2 separate regions of the Zea mays genome follow, and region 2 is linked to region 1. Evidence: chromatin contacts called from public Hi-C data. All regions are on one chromosome and are shown on one strand. The core of a region is the stretch at or near the end of the contact, and the rest is flanking DNA. Distances in the headings are between cores, read along the strand shown.

What was found. A called contact is a pair of places that touch in the nucleus more often than the background predicts.
Region 2: a contact with region 1 is called in a Hi-C map of leaf, with 3 times the contacts expected there. The contact joins the enhancer-like site here to the promoter of LOC100282329 in region 1. A contact is called at or near these places in 2 of 25 Hi-C or Micro-C datasets (ear and leaf).

Annotation. Positions count from the first base shown.
Region 1 is chr7:2,655,131-2,662,536 of Zm-B73-REFERENCE-NAM-5.0, reverse strand. It overlaps LOC100282329, which reads left to right and starts at 1,714. Exons shown (of 5, transcript NM_001371850.1): 1 at 1,714-1,985; 2 at 2,128-2,321; 3 at 2,446-2,854; 4 at 3,012-3,088; 5 at 3,210-3,743. The coding sequence starts at 1,781. The coding sequence ends at 3,434.
Region 2 is chr7:2,796,333-2,803,751 of Zm-B73-REFERENCE-NAM-5.0, reverse strand. It overlaps the pseudogene LOC109940813. Among protein-coding and RNA genes, the nearest start is that of LOC103633651, 7.2 kb to the left of the region's middle. Within about 2 kb of position 5,736, at least 17 of the 20 cell types and tissues checked have an H3K27ac peak or open chromatin away from gene starts, as enhancers often do. A contact at or near this core is called in ear and leaf, where this site is marked.

The sequences.
Region 1 (7,406 bases), core at 465-2,964:
AGGGCAAGTATAGTACTAAATTAAAACTATCCTACAAACACAAGGGGTCTTCCTTTACAAATAGTGTACTAAATCTATAAAAGACTTCTTTCTAAAATAGTGACAGATGCTTCGTTGTAGGTTTTTAATAGGGGTAAAAAGAACCGAGCTTGATCCAGGTTTTGAGATGAAACTGAGCCCGAAATCCAGCCGTAACTTCATGAAACTTGCTTGCAAAATATTAGACAACCATTGTTACATAAATGATCAAATATAGTACAAAATTAAAATTGTCCTAAAAAACAAAGGAACTTCCTCTATGACAAGTACTAAATTCATAATATGTTGTTTCTTTTAGAAAAAAAACGACAAAAGTTTTGTCGTATGCTTTTATTATAACTAAAAGAGAAACAATAGATGACCTAGTTTCTTAGGTGAAACTAAGCCTAAAAAACTCACTAATGGACTAGATGTATTGGACTAATTTATCAAATGTCAACCAGACCTTTTATTATTATTGTGCAAAAGACTATGAATTGGACTTGTTTATATAATGTTAGCTGAACCTCTGTTACAAGAGAAAATATAGTACTAGATTTACTATATCCTAGAAACATAGGGTTTTCCTATATGACATATAATGTACTAAATTTATAAAAGTTTGGTTTTCCAAAACGACAATAGAAGCTTTGTTCTAGGTTTTTATTAGGAGTAATTAGAACCAAGTTTGGTTTAGGTTTTGAGATGAAACTAAACCTAAAAATCGGTTAATGCATCATTATATTTTATTTCTGAAACACCAACTAAACCTTTATTAAAAAGATCAATTTAGTACTAAATTATTATATATATCATACACACAAAGGAGTTTTCTTAAAAAACAAAGTGTACTAGTTGTAAAAGTTTTTTCCACGGAATAACGACAAAAAGGCTCGCTGTAGATTTTTATTAGAAGTAATAAAAGAATCAGGCTTGATCTAGGTTTTGTGATGAAATTGAGCCCAAAAATCAGTACGTCCCGTCTATGAAAAGTTATCAAAACCTTTATTATAAATTATAATAGGAAGTATACTCCTAAACTAAAAAAGTTCTACAAACACAAACGGTTTTCCCTTACAACAGATAATGTACTAAATCTGGGAAAAAATCTAAAATAGTGAAAGAAGCTTCGTCGTGGGTTTTTATTAGGAGTAAAAAAAACAAGCTTAATCCTGGTTTTGATTTGAAAATGAACCCGAAGTTCAGCCAGGATATACGAAATCTTGGCCGACCATTGTTACGTATATGAGCAAATATAGTACTAATTTGAAATTATCCTACAAAAATAAAGTGCTTCCTCTGTGACAAATAATATATTAGATTCATATTAAGTTGTTTCCTCTAGAACGATGGGCAAAAGCTTTGTCGTATGCTTTTATTACGACTAAAAGAGAAACAATCGTTCACGCGATTTTTCAAGTGAAAGCGAGACCGAAAACCAGCAATGGGCTGTAGGATGCATTGAGATATTTTTACCAAATATTAGCCAAACGTTTTTGTTATTATGCTAGTAGGCATAGCACTAATTTTACAATAGACTGCAAATATAGGGGCTTTATTACAAAATATTCTTTCGGACGTGAAAACTCGTCGTTGTTGATTCGGAGATTCTACCACTCCATCTCCAGTTTTTTTCCTCGCCTGCTCGGCTCCCCTATAAATGGAGCTCACCTTCCGCGGCCTCCCTCCGTTCCCATCCGCCGCCCGCGCACTTCTTCCTTCGGGCACACAGGACACCACCGTCGACGGATTCATCGCGACGATGGGGCTCGACGTCATGGAGATCGGGATGGGCGCCGATTTGAGCCTGGATCTGAGGCACTTCGCCTCCAAGGCCGTGAGGCAGAGCAAGGACGACACGCCGGCGCCGGACATGGACGCATGCATCCGCCGCCTCGAGGAGGAGCGGGGTAAGATCGAGATGTTCAAGCGGGACCTCCCGCTCTGCGCGCGCCTCCTCGCCGACGGTGAGCGCACCTACCTCTTCTCCTCTCTTCTGTCTCTCTCTTTTTTATTTTTCCCACCTGTGATTCATTTGGGATACCTTCTGCTTCTTTCCATTTTGGGGAGCGGTTTTTTTTATGCGGCGATGCGGTGGCGTGTGCGCAGTAATTGATGTCATGAAGGAGGAGGCGGGGAAGAAGAAGACGACGACGAGGAGGAGGAGTGATCGCAGGCTGGCGTCTGCGGCAGCTGATGATGAGGAGGAGGAGGCGGACGGCGCCACCGCGGACAAGAGCAAGTGGATGAGCACGGCGCAGCTCTGGACGGGCGATTCCGGGCGGGAGGACGCGGAATCAGAGGTACGGCACGATTCGATCGCTGGTGCAGCTGCTTGAATGCTCAGTCAGCACAGGATCTGTGGGGGTGCTGTCGGGTGCTCGATTCGTCGGTGGGCCTAAAAGTTTTGGAGCTTTGCGATCGCAGAAGCAAGACAAGGGGCGGTGCTCGCCGGAGGCCAGGTCCCGCGGCGCTCTCTTACCGTTCAAGGCTGATGTGGGCTCTGGCGCGCCGGCGTTCGCGCCGCTCTTCTTGAGAACGGACGACAAGGCTGCGGCTGCGCGCGTCGGGGTGCCGGATCTGTCGTCCTTGCTGTCGCCGCCGGCGACCATGCCTCCTGCGGACGCCGGCGCCGAGGAGAGCCGTCGCCAGGTTGTGGGATTTGCGCAAGCTGCGGCCAGGGCGGCTGCCATGGCGCCGTCTGCCCCTGCGCTTGGGCTCCAGTCGCAGCAGCAGCAGCAGCAGCAGCAGCAGGCAAGGAAGGCTCGGCGTTGCTGGTCGACGGAGCTGCATCGCAAGTTCGTCGCCGCCTTGGATCAGCTCGGTGGCCCCCAAGGTGAGCCTTGCCTTGTTCTTCGGATGCCAGTTCACCAGAATTTCTTGCCAGTTTTGGGCCACCAACACACACGTCCAATCTTACCTAGTTGCTAGCTGCCTTCCATATTATATTAGAAAGAAACATTGAGTTCATTCATGCTACGCCATGCCTGCAGTTGCCACGCCGAAGCAAATCAGGGAGCTGATGAAGGTGGATGGGCTGACAAACGACGAAGTGAAAAGCCATCTTCAGGTTAGCGATCCAGCAGCAGCTCAGTCCACTTGGCATTCCATTCATCCATCTCAGGAAGTCACGAATATCTGTTGTTTTGATGGTTGCTGAAATGGATTCTCTAATTCCGATGTTTATTCAGAAATACCGGCTGCACAACCGCAGGGCGCCTGGATCCGGCGTGGTGCGCCAGCCGATCGTGCTCGTGGGAGGGCTGTGGATTCCCCAGGAGCAAGGCAGCCCTCAGTCTGGATCTCCCCACGGCCCCCTCCACCACCTGTCCACCTCGGTGGCCGCCGTCTCGTCCGCCGCCACCGCCAGCTGCGAGGAGGAAGACGGCCGGTCCGAGAGCTATGGCTGGAAATGATGAAGAGGCTGCTGCTGCTGCTGCTGCGCCACCAATGTGTGTTCACTGTTTAGAGAGGGGAGGGAGGTTTCTTGGCATGGTGGGGATCGCCATGGGCCATGGCGGAGGCCACCAGTTGCAGCTTCAGGAATCGGGAGGGGAATTGAGTGTAGTGTAGCTGTCTGTACACATACATACATACATACAGTGAGATGGGATGAGATGAGAGCGGGCCTTGAGCGCTCGAGATCAGAACTGATGGTGCTTCGTCGTCGGGTTTGTACATCCCAAAGAGAAAGAGATACTAGCTACAGTTTTGCGGCTTGTTAATCCATGCTCTGGGGGCAGAGCTACAGTTTTCGCCCCGAGAGAGTTCACCCATACCCGTTGTTGTCGATTAGACGATTACCATCTTCGCCTTCTTGTTGCCGTTGAACAAAATGTTGCTTCCGCTGTTCGTCTCGGAACGAACAGTCCGGTTGAAAAGTTGAATCGTTGCAGGAGTACATGCTACTCAGGCTGTAATGTGGTTGGTAAGAGGTTTTTTTGAATGAACTAGAGATAATATTTAGTGGCTAAAATTAGTTTAAGACATTTAAACATTCTAACTATTAGTTTAATTACCAGCTATTTTTATTAAATTATTTAATAGTTAACTAGCTATTTGTTAGCTCGCTAATTTTATAAGTAATTTTTAGCTAACTAACTATTAGCTTTAATACATTCAAACACTTCCTAATTAGCATCTGCACGTATCGTTCAGGTCTATCTAACTGAAAGAGCAGCAAAGAAGAAAGAGATCTCAATAAGAAAAGAACCCGATTCCACCATTGAACAACCAACCAAGAGGGTTGCTCCTGCTCCTCTGCTGTTCACCATCATCAACAGCACGTAAAAAAAAATCTCTAGCTCTCTACTGTACCGTCTACCAGTAGTGTTTGGATAAAGCAACAGAAGCCGGTTTCTCTTCTTTTTTACAGAGATAATATAGATATACAGAAGAAGAAAAAGGAATTATCTGGGCTCTGAGCTGACGGAGCACGAGCACGGAAGCCATGCCATCCCTGTCGCTGCCGGTCAGAGAGTAATGCTTGTATACATAAGCCGGGGGAGGATAATCTCGAGGCATTTCTCTTCTTCCTCCTCCGTCAGTCACTGGCTCGGTCCATTCGTTAGCGTCTCACCGGTCCTTGATCAGCATTGTTAATACTACTAGCTCGCTGCTGAGTGCTGACAATGCGAAACAGTTTCTTGGCAGGATTCCAACTCGAGCTCGCCGTCGCTGTCGCTGTCGCTGGACCGTACGAACGTGCCGGTCCCCTCCCTGCATGGCGGACCAAAGACGCACCCAGATCAGAGGACGGATCCCCGTGAAATCCCCCCTCTTGTTCTTTAATTACTCGCAGGCGGAGGAAAGGCGGCAGTGCACAGCGACAGAGACGAAGACTTTTGGAATCGTCCTTGGGTGGATGGATGGACGGACGAACGAGGCGGGGCCGCGAGCTCTGAATATTCGCCGCCGTCGATGCATCGGCGGCCTGCCTGTCGCTCTCGACGGAGAGGGTGGTACTGGTGTGCGCAACCGGACAACGCAATGTTCAGGCCAGAAGAATCGGAATCGGAATATCATATTCCGTCTGGTGTGGTGGTCACTTTCTTTTCTTTGTGTGTGTTTTTTGTTGTTGTTGTTGTTGTTGTTGTGTAGATAAATACTATGAGGGAAGAATGGAGGGGATATGAGGATATCCTCGTTGATTCTGCTTGAGAAACTAGGGCGTATTATATGATACATTTGGAATTCTCACTCTCGGCCGGGCCGACCCCGCCGGCGACCTCAGCCCGACGTGGATATATAAAAAAAAGATGATTAAAGCTTTGTAACATAAGACTAGTCTGCACTTTCTAGTAGATTTAGACCATATTTTCAAACCTCTAAAACTAATAATTAACAGATAAAACTAGCTAAGAGAGAACGGATCCGCTAATAGATTAGCTAATTGCAGGTTACATCTCTCAAATAGCTATTAGTTGTTAGTTAATTTAATCTAGCTAAAATCAACTACAACAACTTACTCTTTATGTACCAAATTAAAATTTGTTTTAGCTTTTTATTGGATCCATATAATCTATATTCATTATTATCTACTCGAATATAGACATAAAAACTAAAAGCTAAAAACGAATAGTAATTTAGGACGAAAAGGGATGGGACTTGTCGTAGCCTCGGAGCAGCGTATTATTTGTTGACAGGGCCGTGAGAGCCTGGTCCACAGTTTGTTGGCCCATTTAGGTGAAGTGTTTACAGATTGGGCCGAGCAAGTAGTATGTACGTACATAACGGTTTGAGTCGACATTCCACGATTCTGCAACCACAGTACTTTATTTATTTGGTTGAAAACACAAGGTTAATTAATACTAACAGTAGCGACAATGATGATGCTCCTTCACGCTTCCTTGCCATATCATAAAACCAGTAAAAAGGTAAAAGAAAAAGGGTAATCCCTACCTATAGCTTGCAGCGCGCCGTATATATGCCGTGATCGCCGGCACACATCGCGGCGTGTTTCTATTCCGATCGGCGGCGGCGAAAAAGGAAAAATAAAGAAGTAAAAAATAGAGGAAAGCAGAAAGAAAAAAAAGAGGGCTAAAAGAAAAGGCATGTCGCCGTATGCTGGCGCCTTGATAGTCAGGCAGACATGCTTTGTAGTAGTAGTAAGGGGGTGTTTGGTTTGCCCCTGCTAAAATTTAGCCCCTATCATATCGAATGTTTGAACCTCCGTTCGGAGTATTAAATGTAGTCGGATTATAAAACTAATTTCTCAGCCGAAGATTAAAAAGTGAGACGAATCTAGTACAGTTGGTTGGGTCTATATTTATACTCCTATTTGAAAGTCAAACGCTTGATGTGACCCAGGCTAAACTTTAGTCCACAGAACCAAACACCCCCTAAGACTAGCTTCAACGGTTCACATCACATCTCCTCTCCCCCTCCCCTTAAATAGTGGCAATAGGAACACCTTTTGACGTTCAGGCTATCCGCAACCGTTAGCGCTAAATTTTTCCCCCTATATCACTTTTCCCCCTATTTTTCCCTCTATTTTTTCATCTCTCGTAGCGGTTCCCCCTAAATACTCCCCCTATACTCCACTACCACTATAAAATATCATTTTCTATACCAACTATCAATTTTTTATCTACTAACAATTACTCGTGGACCCACAGTGCAGTGTTTAGGGTGATGAACAGTGACACGCTAGATCTGGGGGAGAGAGAAGGGGACCGACACGTAGGGGGCGCTGTAGGGGCACCGCTGTGGCCATAGGGTGCCCCTACGCGCCGCATGTAAGGGGAGGGGGAGGGGCAGCGTCCACCGCTGCAATTAGCCTCATCGCTGCCCCCTTGACTCCCTCTACGAGCTACTGTGGTAGCGGGAAGAGAAGCCAACCGCCACATTTGGAGTTGCGGCAACCGGCCTCCTTACACTGTGCTAATTTTGGGTTTTGTGCCGACAACAATAGTTAGTAGAGAAAAAAATTATAATGGATGATAAATTGGTATATTAAATAATATTTTATGAATGTAGTGAGGTATAGAGGTTTGATATAGGGGAAACCGCTGTAGAGCGTGGAGATATAGGGAGAGAGAGAACGCTGACGTGGCAAGTGAGTCAGATATAGGAGGAGAAATTTAGGGAGAACGGTTGAAAAAAGTATAAGTAGTAGTATATATAGAGGCCGGCCGACACGGTTCAGCGGCCACATGCATGCAGCGACAGTCTAATCAAAGCCCACAGCAGAGACCGTCAGTGTCATGGATCAGTCATTCGGTTTTCTTTATTTAATTAGACCACAACTCTCTCCCTCATAAAAATAAAATAAAAAAAATTCAAGTAGCATAAATTGTTTATGACTTTAAATCATTTCCAGCTAACATAACAAGTACTACACCGGTACATCAAACTACTCTCAGCGCTCGAATCTTTGTGCTTGAATA
Region 2 (7,419 bases), core at 4,487-6,986, 140 kb before region 1:
CAATGAACAGTCATTCTTGTTGGCTCACTCTTTTCAATTATATAATCATACTCACCTTTGATGCAATAGGTAGCAAGTGCATTCCTAAATTCGGTCATCGATGCAAATGTGTTGCCTTCTTTTAAGGATGGATTATCTCTATCATAATCATTTCTTGGTACATCATCACCTCTCCTTGCTCATCCACCCCATAGATATGTTTTCCTCCTCCTCCTCTTCATCAGTCTCTTCAAATTGTGCCCCTGTGAAAATGTCTCCATCATAGTCCTCAAATTCTAGCATATCCCACTTGTCAGCAAACTTAGGATATTGTCTCTCATCATCATCAGGAGCAGCAACTACTTCTATTGGTTCAACCTCATCATTGGGAATAATATGATTCATCCTATTTCATAGGAAATAACGACTTTAAGAACTCATATAGTAGCCAACATTTATAGAGAGTAGAGGGTTATGCTCCCTGCCTGGAGGAGACTATTGATGCTGTCAAGAATTTAAGCGTGAGCAGGGGCTCTGGATCCGGTCGCCTCCACTGCTCACGGATTCCTCCCTCCCGGCACGGAGCAGCGGCTCGCAGATTCCTAGAGGCACTCGAGGTGACCTGGAGGCACGGGGCACGGACCAAGAGAAGCGATGGTCTGATGACGCAGGAAGGAAAGTCGATCTGATGGGGGCATGAGCTGAGAGAAATGGCAATGGCACGCGAGCGGCTCACCGTGCTTCCCCAACGGTCGCGCGCGTTGATGTTGGCCTTCCAGTTCAGCAGCACCCTGACGACGTCGTGGTGGCCCTTGCACGCGGCGATGTGCAGCGCGGTGCGGCCGTCGAGGTTGATGCTGTTGACGTCGATGCCGCTGCGCAGCAGGCCCTCGATCCCTAGCGCGTGGCCCTAGCACGCGAAGAAGAGCGCGGACCAACTGCTCGTGAATTCCTCCCTCCTAGCGGCGGCTGGCTTCTTCCCTCCCGGCAGGGCGCCCCCACGAAGCAGCCTGTGGCCGGTGGCACGGGGCAGCAGCAGGTCCTTCCGGGTGGCTTCCTCCCTCACTCCCAACGGCGGATTCGTCGAATTGGAGCTACTCCCGGTGGGGCTTGGCGGATTCGTCGAATTGGAGCTCCTCCCGGCGTGGCGGCTCCTCCCGGCGGGGCTTGGGCTTGCGGTGGAATTGGAGCTCGGGATCGGCTTGGAGCTCCTCCCGGCGTGGCTGCTGCCAGGCCATTGAAGACGCAGGCCGCCAGCCGCCACGCCGCATCCGAAGATCCGAGAAGCAGGCTGCCAGCCGAAGGAGAGAGGGAGAGTTGGAGTCGGGAGAAGCAGGCTGCCAGTCGGGTGTTGGGAGAAAGAGGAGAGGCGGCTGCGCAGAGTAACGTGGCGCAGGTAAGAGTGGAAGTGTGTAGTGGGCTCGCCCTGTAAGTCACGTTAGAATGGACGGAGACGACGACCAGACAGATTTCTGAGCAAAGGGAACTAGCGTTGGGTAAAACTGAGCAAGAAAAAAAAACTAAGGGTAGCAACGGATACCGTGGCAAAACTAAGGGAACCAATATAAAAAACCCTTTTAATTAGATTATGTTATTAGCAGAATTGTTTATATATTTCACTGAAGTTTGTTTGTCCTAGTAATATATATATATATATATATATATATATATATATATATATATATATATATATATATATATATATATATATATATATAATCTTGTAATCCAACTTGTTGAGTTTGTGATCCAAATTCTAGATAAGGGACTGAGTTAGCAAGCGAAGTGGAGATTTGTGATCACCATATTCCGACCAATGCAATGAATCTACATAGGACTATGCGACCCGAGCCAATCCATACCCAAAACCAAATCATAGTGTACCAGGTCGAACACTCGCTGTGTTGAAACAAAGGCATATTCATTAATCCCTGAACACACGACATCTGGGTCCCGTTGGCTACTTGGACGAGCATGGGCTTGGCCGTAGGCAGATGAGCAGCTACTCGATGACTGAGAAATGAAGCTGAATTGCCGGAATCCAGTAACACTAGGCAGGGGCGGACCCAGAACAAAACAAGAGTGAGGGCACACTTATTAGGAAGGACACCAAAATATTAAAGCGAGGGCATCTCAATTAAGCTCAGCAGGGGACTTAATGATAAAAATCTAGACACTAATACTTGTAACAAAGCAATGAGCGAGGGCCTAGGCCCTCATTCCCTTGTATGTAGGTCCGCCCCTGACACTAGGATTTGCATTCCTCCAATATGCCCCAAAAATCACGAAGACCATCAATAAACTCTTGTATGAGGTGGAAGGTGGTGCTCCATTGGGCCATCGGCGTTCCATGCAACAGCCGAGAGGATGCTGATCTGGTGCCAACGGTCCTCGAGCGCGCCTCGCTCCAGTAACTTGGAGACCTTGGATAGCTCTACACGAACGGCGTCGATGGAGTCCTTGACGCTCTCCACCGTGGATTCGATTCGGAGACGCCACGATTCGAAAACAGATTCCAGATGGGATTTGTTTGGATAGGTGGGACCCTCTGTCCACAACAGATCAGCCTCGATACGTCGGTATCACCGTGTATCGGACTCCAGGAGTTGCGTATATAAATAAACACCACGCCCATATGCAACGCAACTCATCGCACGCACCATCTGCAGCGCGCTGCGCTTCGCCCTCTCGAGTCTATCGTCGCTCGAGATCCGTCGTCGTCGTCGTTATCAGCAGCAGCAGCAGCACCACCACCACCAGCACCAGCGACAGCGAGTTAGCGATGGGGAAGAGGAAGTCGAGGATGACGGCGAAGCCCAAGCAGCTGGCACCGAAGCTGGAGACCGACTTCACCTGCCCCTTCTGCAGCCACCCGGGCAGCGTCCAGTGCGACATCTTTCTCAAGGAACACCGGCCGTTCGCCGTGGCGTAGTGCAGCATATGCATGGAGTCCTACGCCACCAAGGCTCACGCGCTGACGGAGCCCATAGACGTCTACAGCGAGTGGATCGACTCATGCAGGGAAGCCAACGAGGGTGTCGTCGCCCCCCAGCCGCACCTCGACGGCGAGGCCAAGAGGAGGAGGAAGACTCAAGACGACGGCTCGTGACCGTTCTTGCAAACCTATTGCAATTTGCAAACATTGCGGTTGCTGCTTGTGGCGTTTCCATGCATAGGTCGTAGTTTTTTCCCGTTTTGCTGGAGCCCAGAATTGTATTGTGATTTCTGACAGGCAGCGGCGTCTGAAACTCCGAATTGTCCTGTGGTTGAAGCAATGCTTGAACGATGTATCACAGTTAATGTTTGTTACATAGAATAGTTGAATAAACGTAGATATTGTAGATGTAAATTCTGATGAGCCCATTCTTACGCCCTAATAAGGGTTAATTTAGTGGCAAGGGGATCACGGAAGGATTGGAGAAAATTGAGGAAGAATTTATAGTTTATTTCTTTCTCATCTCCTAATCCCCTTGTCACCAAATCAACTCTAAAGTTTAATGGCTAAATTGTAGATCATGGCATCCAAATGGAGCATATATATGGTATCTTCTTTGGCGGCAGGGCTGCAGCTGCCGATGGCCGCCGGGCACCGGTGGATACCACGCTCGCGGAGCAAGTTTCCGGGACGAAGCAAGTTTCCAGGCAGCGGCGCGCCAAAGAAGATGCAGCCCCACCTGTCGATGTAGCCCCACTTGTCATTGTCAGCCAGTCCCCCGTGCGTTGTAGATAGATGCACATAATATGCGCTCCTAGTCCAAGAATTAACCCTCAATGTGTAGAGACCTTTTTTGCAAATATAGACATTATAATATGTAAGATTTTTATATACTATAAAAGAGCGAGTTTTCTTTTATGTATCACGACCTTTAGATATAGATATAGATTTAAAGTGGAATCATACGGTGCAAAACTACAGCAGGAACGTAGAAACACGTTAGATCTGGTAATGTTGTCCTGCCGTTAGATCGAGGTCATCCGCGTCTCCAACTGGCACCTCCACGAGTTCCAGCCACCTCGTCCTCGATCGTGCTCGTCCTTGATGGGAACATGCATTTTTTTCTTGGTATATCGCACACAAGTCTCCAGACTCCAGCAACAACCACCTGTGTATGTTTCGTAGTTCTTACCCAGTTGATGAAGCATGAAAGGTCGAACCGTTTGGGCTTGTAAACCTTGAGCCACATGATACAAGGAAGCTGGAAGAAACAAGCAAGATTCGGTCAGCTCTGAAGTTACATTTCTGAACTTGATTTTGTATCTCAATGCCTATTAGGACTTGAGCATATCGATTATTAAGACATTGAGAAATTTGGAATGTGCCATTGTTGTTGCAGAAAGAAATGGCTCAATCATGGATCTCTAGGAGAAGGTACCTCGATGGAGTTAGTATCAGAAATTTGAGATCCTTGTGCTATTCTTGAGAGTGCACTAACTTGGTAGGATAAGTAAGACTGTTGATTCAGACGACTCTTCAGAAAATATCAAAGATATGCTATTACCATACCACACACCAATCATCCGAGACAATACAAATATTTCCCTAAAATCCTAAGAAGCACTAAACATGTGGATGTATGTGATGAAGCAGAAGGTGGCCTCACTACATTACGTGCATGTATACTGTAAATTGTCCTATATCGAGGTATTGATTGAACGATGTAGCGGAGTGACATTGGTCTTCAATCTTCATTCCTGTTGCTTGCATATAGCAAAACGACACAGTTGATCACTTGCTGCGGTTGGACTAATGGCAATAGATAAAGTTTCAAAATTGTTGTGGGTGGTCACTTGCTTTTGACTCATTGACTCCTTCGAAGTCGGAGTAATTCTAGTATACTCTGTCCAACAACATGTCCGTAATGCAGGGTATTGTTTCTCTATATATAGTGGTGAGATGAAATAGTTGTTGCATGCATGTGCAATTTTTCTATTTATATGTTCGTTTAAGATATGTGTGAAATAGTTGCTGCATGCATGTGCAATCCACTTGTTCGGATCTTTTGCTTTTGGAAATGGTAGCTCTTGTCAATGAGAGTAGCCTGCAATATGCTTAGATAAGCAGAAGCGGACTAAGCAGTTGAGAAAATTGACTTGATTCACTTGCCAGAAAAAAAACACAATCGATATTGCTACTGATTTCTCTCCTATCTTTTTACAAGCACAGTGTAAGGCCCAAAATTTGGTAGAGGAAAAAAATGTATATATATGTCATAAATAAAGAAAACAAAAAAAATATCTAGGATAGTGTTTGGAACCTTTGAAATCTTGGAGAATTATAAGGGCCTTTCGTATTCATGATCAATGAATGACATTAAATTAGTTAAGTAACTAATAAATGGATAAAGAAAGGATGACCTCTTGCCAAATAGTTTTGTGGTAATGAATTTTATGGACAACACAAATAAGACCTCCAATTTAAAATGAAAACATGAAAGGAGAAAAAGAGAAAAAGGAATTTCCAATAAAAACCATTTATTCCATCCATAAATAAATGACAATGAAAACAATAAATAATAATATAAAAAATAGTAGATGTTGTATTTTGGTGTAGGTGTATGCTCAATATTTGGAAACCAATGAGTTCAAAACGTGAATTAAATTTGAATTGAATTTAAAATTTGAAAAGGATATAGAAAAAGAAAAGAAAAATGAGAAACCCCACCTGGGCCGCATTCCTCTTGACTGGCCCACCTCCTATTCCTCTACACGGCCCATCTAGGCCTTTCTCCCGCGCAGCCATCCAGCAACCAACAACAGGTGCCGACAGGCGAGCCCTGGCGGTCAGCCATCTCTCCCTTGGTCACTTGCACGTGGGGTCGGGTTGGGAGGACCGTCTTCCTCCCGTGTTTCTTGCTGGATCGTTGCGGCGGCGCGTTGAAATTGGCGGCGGCATCCCGGTGCTCCCTCAGCTAATCCCTAACTGATTCCCCGTGACCGCCGGAGTACTCGTCGGTAACCTCGCCCCAGTCCCCTGGTCGTTGGCAATCTCGGCCAAATTTGGCGCAACGGATGTGGGCGAGCTCGCGCCGGGGATCGCGGCAACCACCGTGGCTCTTTCACCACGATCTCAACCACGCGCGGTATAAAGCCTTCCCTCCAGCACCTACCCTTCCCCTGCTCTTGCGCTCTGGTATTTTCCTCGCAACCCCGTCGTACCGCCGCCAGGAACAATGGGAGTTTGCGCCTGCTGTGAGCTCGCGATTGGGATGAGAGAGATGGGTCGCCGCGGGTGATTCACGTGATCACCAGTGCTGGGTCCCCGAAAACCGGTTGGGGAGCTCCGCCTAGTTCCCGTGAAGGAGTTTGTAGCATTGATTGGATGGGAGCTCCCTCTGTGCCTCTATGATTGCTCATCGGTGAAGCGCCTCCGCCGCGGGTCCGCCGTTCGCCGTGGGCAGCTCTGCGTAGTTCCTAACTTCCGGTAATCATCTTCCTCACAAGTACCCTATTGTTCCTGATACGCGTTGCTTCCTTCGGTTAGGAGTTTTAGCGCGCGGTTTGCCTTCGGGCTGATCGCCGGCCATGGCGCCGCTGCCGATGCTCGAAGCGCCGCTAGGGTCACGGTGGGGGAATGACTGGATAGATGGTGGCCGTCGGATGCGTATCTTAGGGCTAGGATTGATTCTAGTACTGCTAGTTCTGTGGCATGATCTGTTCCGTTGATTCCATCTCGGGCGGCCACGATTAGATGTACCTGTACCGCTTCGATGGTTTAATATTGACCGTAGATTGGAGATCATGCGGTTGAATGGAAGCCAGTTCACTTATGTGATCGAATCTAATCCACGCCTTAGATTGTTGATCCAACGACTCTAATTTCCCCATACCCCTTCGCCGTGCCCAGTTCGCATTTGAGCCCCTCTACTTTTACAAAATTAACCCACGGTCCAGTCCAGTGATAGCCTGAGTCTTGTACTCTTTTTCACCAGAGCCCCTGCGCTTCACGGTATTTGAGGCCCAGTCCAGAGACCAATAAAAATAAAAAATTAAGTATAGAAAATGATTTTTAATACAAAAACAATACTAGAAACTTGTATAATTCATATATAATTCATTTTAGCTCCAAATTGAGTCATTCCAGTTGCAATAATTTTGTATTAATATTGTCTACCAACTAGTAATATTGTTTAGCTGTGAAACTTGAATTAAAATTATTCATTTGGATTAATCTATTCTAAGCACTAAATAATTTCCGAAATTCATAACTTGGTAACCGCAACTCCGAATTTAGTGGTTCTTGTTTCTACGATCTCGTAACGTCACGTAGATTATTTTATGCAGTTTGATCTTATGTTTGATGTAATGTTAATTTTGCCCATACATGTTTGTTTGTATTGGTACGTTTAGCAGTGAGGACGTGTGTCATCTGTAAGGCAAGTTGGTACCTAGAATCTTAAGTGCCAGGAAAGTTGTGCCCTTGATTCACTTTTGTTACCCAAT